2 separate regions of the Anser cygnoides genome follow, and region 2 is linked to region 1. A link is a contact called in public Hi-C data. All regions are on one chromosome and are shown on one strand. The core of a region is the stretch at or near the end of the contact, and the rest is flanking DNA. Distances in the headings are between cores, read along the strand shown. Region 1 holds the start of GARS1 (glycyl-tRNA synthetase 1). Region 2 holds the start of CTDSPL (CTD small phosphatase like).

Region 1 (4,737 bases), core at 1,795-4,294:
CACAGCAATCAGATCAGAAAGGGTCCTCTCAAGTGCTTCAAAGCCCGGGGGGTTCAAAGGCTGATTTTATTAATAAACGGAAGAAAAGAGCGCATTAAAGCACACACACGAGGAAACAAGAGAAACGTAAGAAACCTGCCGGGCTCCCCAGCCCCGAGGAGCACGACCTGCACGTTTCCTTCCTGTTAACCGGTCCCACCAAAACGTGAGAGTTTCGCTGCGGGCTTCAACTGCCGCTCCTGGGTAACGTGGCAGAGGGAGGGATCTGATTTTCTTCCTTTTTTTTTTTTTTCTCTTTTAAAATAAGAGGTCCAAATCGCCTTTGTTGAGCTAAGGGGGGGTCGGCAGTGGAAAAAGCAGCAAGGCGGCAGCAAGGCAGCTGCTGCTGACTCAGAGCCATCACCCTGCTCACGGCTGAGCATCTAGAGGCAGCGCACAGCAACTCTTTGTCCTGATCCCTAAGCGAAAGAGCACTCAGACGTAGGCAAGAAGAAAGGAAAAAGAAAAAAAAAAAAACACCACACAACCGAGGCAAGCAATTATGCTTGCTGACAGGACTCGATCTAATTAAAGCTCCGAGCCCAGCCCAGAGGAGGAGTGCACAGCAGCACTCGATGTGGCAAATTTCGCTGCAGCTTTGTCCCACGGACCAGTAAAGCAGAGAGGGATCCACCCCTGGATCACGGCAGCTTATTGCATCAGGCGCTGCTGCAGGAAGAAGACGGGGCTGCTCGCCTTCCTCTCCGGAGGTTAAGAGTCCCTCTGGTTTAATTAAAGCCTCTTCTCCGCTTCTCCAGGGGCTGGCAGATGGGGTCCACTGTACTGTAACGTCTCAGCTTATCGCCCTTCCTCCCTGAGCTCTCGTGCAAACATCTCATCGAGATACCGTGGTGAGCTGTACGTGAAATATCCCCGGCCCCAGCTCGACGTGTTCACCCGCACACCTTTCCCCGGCACCCCACGCTTCTGCTCCAGTCCCACCAGCACAAAGAAGGGGGGCACCGGTACCAACAGGGCAAACGGCAGCGTCCAAGACGCAGGATTTTACAGTAAATACATCAGCTGGTCCTAGGGATCATCATTTTCTTTACAAGGAGCTCCCCTGCCAAGGCATTATGCTGCACAATGATTCATACTAAAACCTCACCGAAGCGCCGGTGTAATTAGAGGGCCGTAAATCCACTCGTTTAATGGGGAAACACGCACAAATCCACCAGCACATGGGACACACACGTAGCCGGGCGTGCAGCCGAGCAGAAGACTACGGGTTCGGCCACCCGAAGGAGCCCGGTGGGGAACCCACACGTGGAGGTACGGGGAAATCCCAGGGACACGCAGCACGGGTACCGAGATCGAGGGTCACTTACGAAATAAAAGGACGAGCAAATCCTTCTCAGGGCAGAAGGAAGCTCAAGATAATAGCCTCACGTGCCAAGGAGATGGAAGGAGAAAGGTGTGCAGCCCCAGCTTCCAGGGCACAGCCACCTTTACGATGTTTAAGGATGATCGAACGACCAAAGCGTAAAGAAATTAGTATTCCTCACTGCATCGGGCAAATACGCAATTATTAAAAAAAGGTAAATCACCCCCCAAAACCCAGCACGAAGTCATTTCTAAAGGGAAGTCATCACATGACCCTGCTGGATGAGGAAACCTCTGCAGGCTGCTTTCTGAAGACAGCACCGAGAGCCAGCCACGGGGCCCTAAAGCATGGCAAGGGGGGCCCTAAAAGCATGGCAGGGGGAGGCCCTGGCTCCAGACGCGGGGAGGAAAGCCCACGTAGGCTGCCACCCGGATCCAGTGGGCGACACACGGGGAACCCCCAGAGACCCCAAACCGAGGGGGTTTCGGGACAGACCCACGGGGAGCCCTCGCTGCGGGCTCGTGGGGGAGGTGTGCAGGGCACTGCAGCCACCCCAAATCCTGAACCGTGGGATGGGGGCGGGCAGGGCCCTGTGGGGCTGTGGGGAAAGGCTTTGGTTGCTGCACAGGGGGACCCCACACCCAGTTGGGGCAGAAGGGACCCAGGGGGCCACTGCTGGGCCACGGAGAGGGGGATGTCGGTCTGTCACACAGCCCCGACCCTATGCAGGACCCCCTGGGACAGCAGGGATCCCCCCTCAGTGAGGTGAGGGGCACGTCAGGTACCACCTGAAACCAGGACCCCCTCCTCAGCCCCGTGTGCACCCCCGTACCTCCAAATATATCCCCATATCCACGTGTCCTCCCTGTCCTCCCATATCCCACCCGTATCCCTATATCCCCCCATCCTCCCTCATCCCCATGTCCCCCCCATATCCCCACAGCCCCCCGCCTGTGTCGCCCCCATATCCTCACACCCCCACGTGTGTCCCCAGTCTCCCCCATACCCCCGTGTCCCCCTACGCCCCCTATCCCCCCATATCCCCGTGTCCCCCCAGTCTCCCCTAAACCCCGTGTCCCCCCCAGCCTCCCCATTCCCCCTCATTCCCCCCAAAGCCCCCCCAGTCCCCTCCCTCCCCGCATCCCCCCACTCTCCCCCGTATCCCCATTCCCCCCTATTCCCCTCTAAATCCCCGTATCCCCCTCACACCCCCCCATCCCCATAACCCCCCCAAATCCCCTTATACCCCCCTTTCCCCCCCAAATCCCAATATCCCCTCAGTCCCCCCCAAATCCCCGTTTCCCCCCCATATCCCTCTGCCTCCCCCACTCCCCCCCATACCCCCGTATCCCCCCCATACCCCCCCATCCCCACTCCCCCCCAATACCCCCATGACCCCCCCAATTCCCCCCAGCCCCCCAAACCCCACAACCCCCCCAAACCCCCCATTACCTGATGCCGCACCGCCTGCCGCAGCGGCGCCAGCACCCCCTCGGCTGCCGGGCCGTCCATGAGGGCGGCTGCCGGTGCCTTTCCCGGTGTGTGAGCCCGTCCCAGCCCCGATGCCGGTCCCGGTGGCCGGCCCGGTGCCGGTACCGGCGGAGCCCAGAGCGGGACGAGGCGGCGCAGCGCGGGCACGGCGCTCAGGGGCGGCCGCGGCATGGGCGGGGGGGGGGGGGGGGGGGGGGGGCAACGGGGGGGGGGGGGGGGGGGAGCGAGCCCCGCCCCCGCCTGATGAAATCCCGCCCGGGTAAAGGTGGCGCCCGCCCCGCCGCAGCACTTTCGTGGTTTTTTTTTATTTTTATTTTTATTTTTTTTTCTTTCCGGCGCCGGCGCCGCAGATTCGACACGCGGGGAGGGAGAGGGGAGGCGCCGCCTGGGAGAAGGGGAGGGCGGCGCATGCGCGGGGCGCTGAGGGGAGCCCCGAGGGCTGTGGGGGGCTCCTGCTCCCCTCGGGTGAGGCGCTGGCACCCCAAAGTGGGGTTACTGCACCCCTAAAGTGGGGTTCCTGCACCCCAAAACGGGGTTCTTGCACCCCAAAGTGGGGTTCTTGCCCCCCAAAGTGGGGTTCCTGCACCCCAAAACGGGGTTCTTGCACCCCAAAGTGGGGGTCCTGCACCCTTACAGTGGGGTTCCTGTACTCCCAAAGTGGGGTGCTTGCACCCTAAAACGGGGTTCCTGCACCCCAAAGTGGGGTTACTGTACCCCCAAGGTGGGGTTCTTGCACCCCTGAAGCAGGGCTCTTCGACCCCTAAAGTGGGGCCCCTGCACCCCCTAAAGCAGGGCTCTTGCACCCCTAAACAAGTGCCCCTGCACCCCTAAAGCAGGGCTCTTCGAACCGTAAAGTGGGGCCACTGCACCCGTAAAACAGAGCTCTTTCACCCCCAAAGACGGGGTTTTGCACCCCCTAAAGCTGGTTTCCTGTGTCCCCGAAGCAGGGATCTTGTTCCCTAAAGCAGGACTCTTCAACCCCTAAAGCAGGGCTCTGGCACCCCCAAAGCGGTGCCCCTGCACCCCTAAAGCAGGGCTCTTCGACCCCTAAAGTGGGGTCCTTGCACCCCTAAAGCAGGGCTCTTGCACCCCCAAAGAAGGGGTTTTGCACCCCCTAAAGCTGGCATCTTGTGTCCCCAAAGCGGAGCTCTAGCACCGCAAAAGCAGGGCTCTTCAACCTCCAAAGCAGGGCTCCTGCACCCCTAAAGCAGCACTCTTCAACCCCCAAAGCAGGGTTCCTGCACCCCTGAAGTGGGATTCCCGTACCCACAAAGTAAGGCTCTTGCACCCCCAAAGCAGGGCTTCTGCACCCCCAAAGTGTAGTTTCTGTACTCCCCCCAAACAGGGCTTTTGCACTCCCCAAAGCAGGGGTCTCACAACCCCAAAACAGGACTGTTACACCCTAAAAGCAAGGCTGTTGCACCCCTAAAGCAGGGCTCTTGCACACCAAAACCAGGGCTCTTGTACCCCTAAATCAGGGCTCTTACATCCCCAAAGCAGGGTCTTCCACCCTCGAAAGCAGGGTTCTTGCAACCCCAAAGCAGGACTCTTGCACCCCTTAAAGCGGGGCTCCTGCTCCCCCAGAGCAGGTCTCCTGAACCCCCGAAACAGGGTTCCTGGACCCCCAAAGCAGGGCTCTTGCACCCACAAAGCGGGTTTCCTGCACCCCCAAAGCAGGCCCCTAGCACCCCAAAGCAGGGTTCCTGCACCCCCAAAATGGGGTTCTTGCACCCCCAGCGCCGCAGCAGCACGGGGCAGCCCCTGGCCGGAGCGCTGTGGGCCGCCCTGGGGGGGGCTGTGTTGGTTTTCCAGCCTGCTGCGGTGTTTTTGCTGTGAAAGCTTTGTAGGTTTTGGACCAGGCCGCGGTTTGCTTTTCCCTGATC
Region 2 (4,869 bases), core at 2,092-4,591, 130 kb after region 1:
TAGGATTTCATTCATGTAACACATAAAGAATCATAGATAGAAGATACTGTACACACTCTGGAGTGTCTGGAAAGTAAAGAAAAGAAACAACATGGATTGCTCTTGATTCTGTTGCATTGGTGTTGTAACTGGCACAAGAATGGGAGGCAGGAGATGGGGGTGAACAACGCTGGTTAGGGGACAGGACCCGTTTCATATGCAACAGCAGTGCTGCCAGTGCAAGTACAGCTGAGCTCCCTGAGCTCCCATTCTGCTTCCTACAGCCCCCCAAGAGCATGGACTTCCAACAACACCCAGCGAGCCACTGGCATCCTGCTCTTCTGCTCTCCACACTAAACTGGAGGGAGAAGGAGGCTGTGACAACAGCAAAGGCGCAATTGCAGGGAGAGATGTCTCCTCCTGCCATGGTCTCTCACCCTATTTCCACATTAATTGCCTCCATAAACGGCAGCTGCCCCCCAAAGTGAAGTACATACCAAATTCCTTAATAAAGATGAGGAAGCAGGTAGCTGTTTGTCAGGAGTTTTACAATGTAAATTGTAAAAACAATCTTACCAACATTTAAAGCATACATAAAACATTGGCTCAGGGTGAGAATCGTATTTGTCAAGCCTTGCAAAACGTGCTTTTCATCAGACAAGATGTTTGTATCTCCTCATCCCTGCATAGAAAAGAAGCATTAGAGCACATGTTCTCCTACTCTACATTATAATTGCCCTTTCCCTGCACAGAAATGGAATATGTTTTTAGTGCTGGATGACTCTGAAACTTGCTCTGAATCAGCCCCTTTGTCTTAATGCTAGTAGGAAGCTACTTTGGTTTATCCAAATATAAATGTTGATACAGAAACTCATACCAAATAATAACAGAGGTATGAATTTATTGTTTCAGCAAAAGCTCCTATGTAAATTAACCATTGGATAATTAAAAATGCCTCCAGTGTCTGGGCGGGTAAAGATCAAGCGCTTGCTGGATTACAACACAGGCAGTGCTGCGATAAAGCTCCTAATGGCTTAGGAGCAGGAGCTCTCAAGCTTTGCAGGTAACAGGACCAATTCCATCGGCCAACATATACTAGCTCCTGCTCCTGCCGATCTAACCTGTAAGGGACTGTTTGCAACTGCAAGACTCTTGTCTGGAGAAGCCGAAGCTAAACAACAGGTTGAAACTTGCACAATTGGAAGCAATGCAAGCAGTGGCATTGCACTCATTCCCTGTGCAAGTGTTTGTCATAAGACGAGGACGGGCAAACCTAAAATACAAGTCCCAGAAACCTGCAATACTGGTATCTCTGCATGTACTGCTGCCTAGGGAGTGTTAGCTTTGTGAGAGAAAACACAGCTAGATTTTGAACAACCCTTTTCTGCATTAAACAAATGCAGCGATTTGAAGACTCGCAGCGAGGTATTTGAACATGTTGACTGTAGGAATATACTCACTGGGAGCGAAACAAGGCCCCTGAGTTTTAAGTACTTTTCCTCAGAAACTAAATGGGGTACTGCTGCAGATTAAAAATTCCTCGAGGCCAGGCCTGTTGCCTCCCTTTACGGTAGACCACTGCAATGACAGCAACTGGATGCTCTTGCTAGAAATAAACACAATGATCATCTCTGCATCCTGGCCGGGCAGTTGAATTGCCTCATTTTTGACCCTATTCATTAAAACTGTTCAGAGCTATCTACATTATAGACGTATATATGTGTGTGCAGAACCGCAGGCTGTGGTTTTCTCATCTCAGAGCAAAAGAGATTGTCGTAACCACTGCTGCAAAAACTCACATTGCCTGGGTCTGTGGCTGTTACAAAAGGATTTTCCCCAATTAGTTAATGGAATTTAAAATATCTGTCCTTTTTATTGCGAGGCTGCAATAGACTTGTATATACATTGGAAATACGTGTTTTAATTTTTCTGGGAAAGCAACATGGCTGCAATTCCTTACTTATTACCACCAATACTGTTTTCTAAAGGTTTTCTTTATTTTTATTTACTCTGACGGCCCCACGCAAGAGCCAGTTCTGTGGATGGCTTCCCCTGCCCAGCACCGTGCCTCAGCCCCTAGCAGCAGGCACTCGGGAGGACAGGGGAAGCAGGGTTTGTGCGTGGCATCCCTCACCCTGCTGCACTGAAGCGGGAATTCCTAGACAGGCAGGCTTTCAAGACACTAAAAAAATACGTATTTTCACTGCGAGAAGCTGCCAGGGGCGCCCCCGATACGAAAACAGCCGTGCGGCTGAGGATCGCTCCACGGCCACCTGCGGGCACGCCTCACACCGCCCTCCGAGGCGACCCCCGCCCGCCCAGCCGCGCTGAGGGAGGAAATGGCGGCGGGGCCCCGACGGCGGCCGGCCCCGGCCCCAGCGCCTCCCCGGCGCCTCCCAGCCTCGGGGCCCCCCTCAGGGCCTCCGCCCGCCGGCCTCCGCCCCGCGGCCACGCCCCCGCCCTTTAGCCACGCCCCCTCCCGCGAAGCCATTTGGGCGCGAAGCCCCGCCCCCTCTCGGGCAAGCCCCGCCCCCTCCCCGTAGCCCCGCCCCCTTGTTTACCGCGCAGCGGGGCCCGGGCGCTGCCCGCCGCCCGCCTCCATCTTGGAGCGCCCCGCGGCGCGGGGGCGGGGCGGGGCGGGGCCGTTCCCTTCCCTTCCTTTCCCTTCCCTTCCCTTCCCCTGCCCTGCCTTCCTCCCCTCGGCGCTGCCCTCCTCATCCTCGCTCGGCGAAGCGGCGGCCGCGGCTCCTCGCCCGGCGGGAGGAGGAAGAGGAAGAAGAAGGAGGAGGAGGAGGGGGGGGGGAGCAGGGAGAGAGAGCCCGCGGGGAGGGAGGAGGAGGAGGAGGAGGAGGAGGAGGAAGGCGGGATGAGATAAGCGGGGCGGGGGCATGTAGGCGGCCCGGGAGCCGGGGAGGGGGGGGAAGCTCAGGTGGATGCGGGGGGCGGTGTGAGGAAGGGCCGGCGGGGGGGGGGGGGGGAGTTCGCCGAGGGGCCGGGGCACTTCCCGACGAGGAGGAGGAAGAGGAGGAGGAGGAGGAGGAGGAAGGCGGCTGCGTGTGGCTGCGCGGCGGCAGCGCTCGGCGGGAGGCAGGGTTTGGGGTGTTTCGTTTTTTGGGGGGGGGGGTTGGTCTCACGCCCCCCCCCGGCCTTCCTCCTCCGTGGGGAATTGGCGCCTGGAGGAGGAGGAGGAGGGAGGAAGAGGAGGAGGAGGAGGAGGCAGCAGCAGTAGGGCCGGAGGGGCCCCATACGCGGTGCCCCCCCCCCCCCCCCCCCCCCTCCCCCCGCCTGGCTTCGTTCCTGGAGTGGTTTTTTTTCTTTCTTTTTTTTTTTTTTTTGAAATCTGCATATTGATTTTTAAACAAACAAACAACCCCCCCCCCCCCCCCGCACTCCCCCCCCACCTCGCAACGCCAGCTTCTGCCTCCGGGAGGGAAATAGCCGGGTGAAATCTCCCTCTGTTTCCATGGACAACCCGTCCATTATCACCCAGGTGACTAACCCCAAAGAGGAGGAGATCCTGTCCTGCGCTCAGGATAAAGGTGAGCCACCGAAATCTGCGCCGGGCGACCCCTGGGATCCCCCACCGACCCCTTCCCCCCCCCCCTGCCCGGAGCTCAGGGCGAGGTATGCCAGCACAGGGCTCTGCCAGGGGCTCGGGAATTGGGGGGGGGGGGGGGGAACAGGGGGGCTAATTAGTGGGTTGATTTCATTAAGCGCTCTCCTTTCGCGAGGGTCGGCGATGCAACTTCGGCTGGCTGTCAGTGCAGCGCGCACCCCGCTCGGGAAGGAAGGAAGGATACCTGCGCTGGGCTTGCTGGAAGGCTTTGAAACCTCAGCGCTTCTTTTTCCTCAAAAGAACGGGGAAGAAAAATAAAAAAACAACACCAAAAAAAAAAGGGGGATTTCTATCCTCCTTTCCTTTATTTCTCGCCGTCTCACGTTCGAGAATCTGTAGGGTTTTTTTTCCTAAAGCTACTTGCGCGCCGCCGAGAGAAATGTGGGCTGCTGCTGAGAGCTGGCGGTCGGAGCTGCTGGGCAGATAAACAGTTGTTGCTTGCGTAAAGCGTCGCGCTCGGGCTGCCTTTCGCTCCAAAATAAGATGAATCCAGCTTGGCCGAGGGAGCTGCTTCTCCTCCAAAGTCTAGACGTCGACGGGCGCCCTTAACCTCATTTCCTTTTGGAAGCTCGGAGGGGTCTCGGACTGAGCAGCCGCGTCCTGGCGGATCGCGCCCCGCGGTGCTGGCGGGATGAAGGTGCCGTGGAAGTGGCGTGGTTGGGGTCGTTGGGGATGGGGTGCTGGGTTTGGGAAGTGTTCTGGGCGTCAGGCTTGTGCTTTGTTGCAGGCAGTGTTGATAAGTGGGGGGGAAAGGGCAGAAATTGCTCGTGTGCGCAAGCAAAGCGTGTGGCGGTGTTGTCTGGGAGGCATGGTCGTAGACCTCCAAGTGGCCTGCTAGGAATGATAGGTTTCCCCCTAAAATCTGGGCTCTTGATACCCAGAGCGCTTCCATTTCTGTGTGGTTTATCACAGAAGTGGTGAGGGGTGGCTGGAGAAGTTGCTCCCGGTTACTTGCGACGAAAGGCTCGCATAAAGTCACGGTCCTCTCACCTCGTGCACGGTAACTGCAGGAGGATGGAGACAGATTTATTAGTATTTTTCAAATTGCGCCGTTAGGGACTTGAGAGGGGCGTTCTACCAAAAAAATATCGTTTGCTTTGGTACAGGAGCGCTCGCATAGCTCCCTTTTAGACTCCTAGCACTTGAGAAGTGATACTTCCACTCCGAGGCCTTGCTTGTCCCTGGAGACTTACGACGTTTTCTCCTTTCGGTGGTGCTGAGCGTGGGGTACCCGCAGCGGTGCAGGGCTGGTGCTGTGCGTGCGACATCTCCCC

What was found. A called contact is a pair of places that touch in the nucleus more often than the background predicts.
Region 2: a contact with region 1 is called in a Hi-C map of liver, with 2.4 times the contacts expected there. The contact joins the promoter of CTDSPL here to the promoter of GARS1 in region 1. A contact is called at or near these places in 4 of 7 Hi-C or Micro-C datasets (granulosa cells and liver).

Annotation. Positions count from the first base shown.
Region 1 is chr2:5,131,806-5,136,542 of Taihu_goose_T2T_genome, forward strand. It overlaps GARS1 (glycyl-tRNA synthetase 1), which reads right to left and starts at 3,045. Exons shown (of 17, transcript XM_066991401.1): 1 at 2,816-3,045. The coding sequence starts at 3,025.
Region 2 is chr2:5,263,338-5,268,206 of Taihu_goose_T2T_genome, forward strand. It overlaps CTDSPL (CTD small phosphatase like), which reads left to right and starts at 3,342. Exons shown (of 7, transcript XM_048062258.2): 1 at 3,342-3,518. The coding sequence starts at 3,443. LOC106036870 (a long non-coding RNA gene) reads right to left here and starts at 2,850. Exons shown (of 4, transcript XR_007162747.2): 1 at 1-2,850.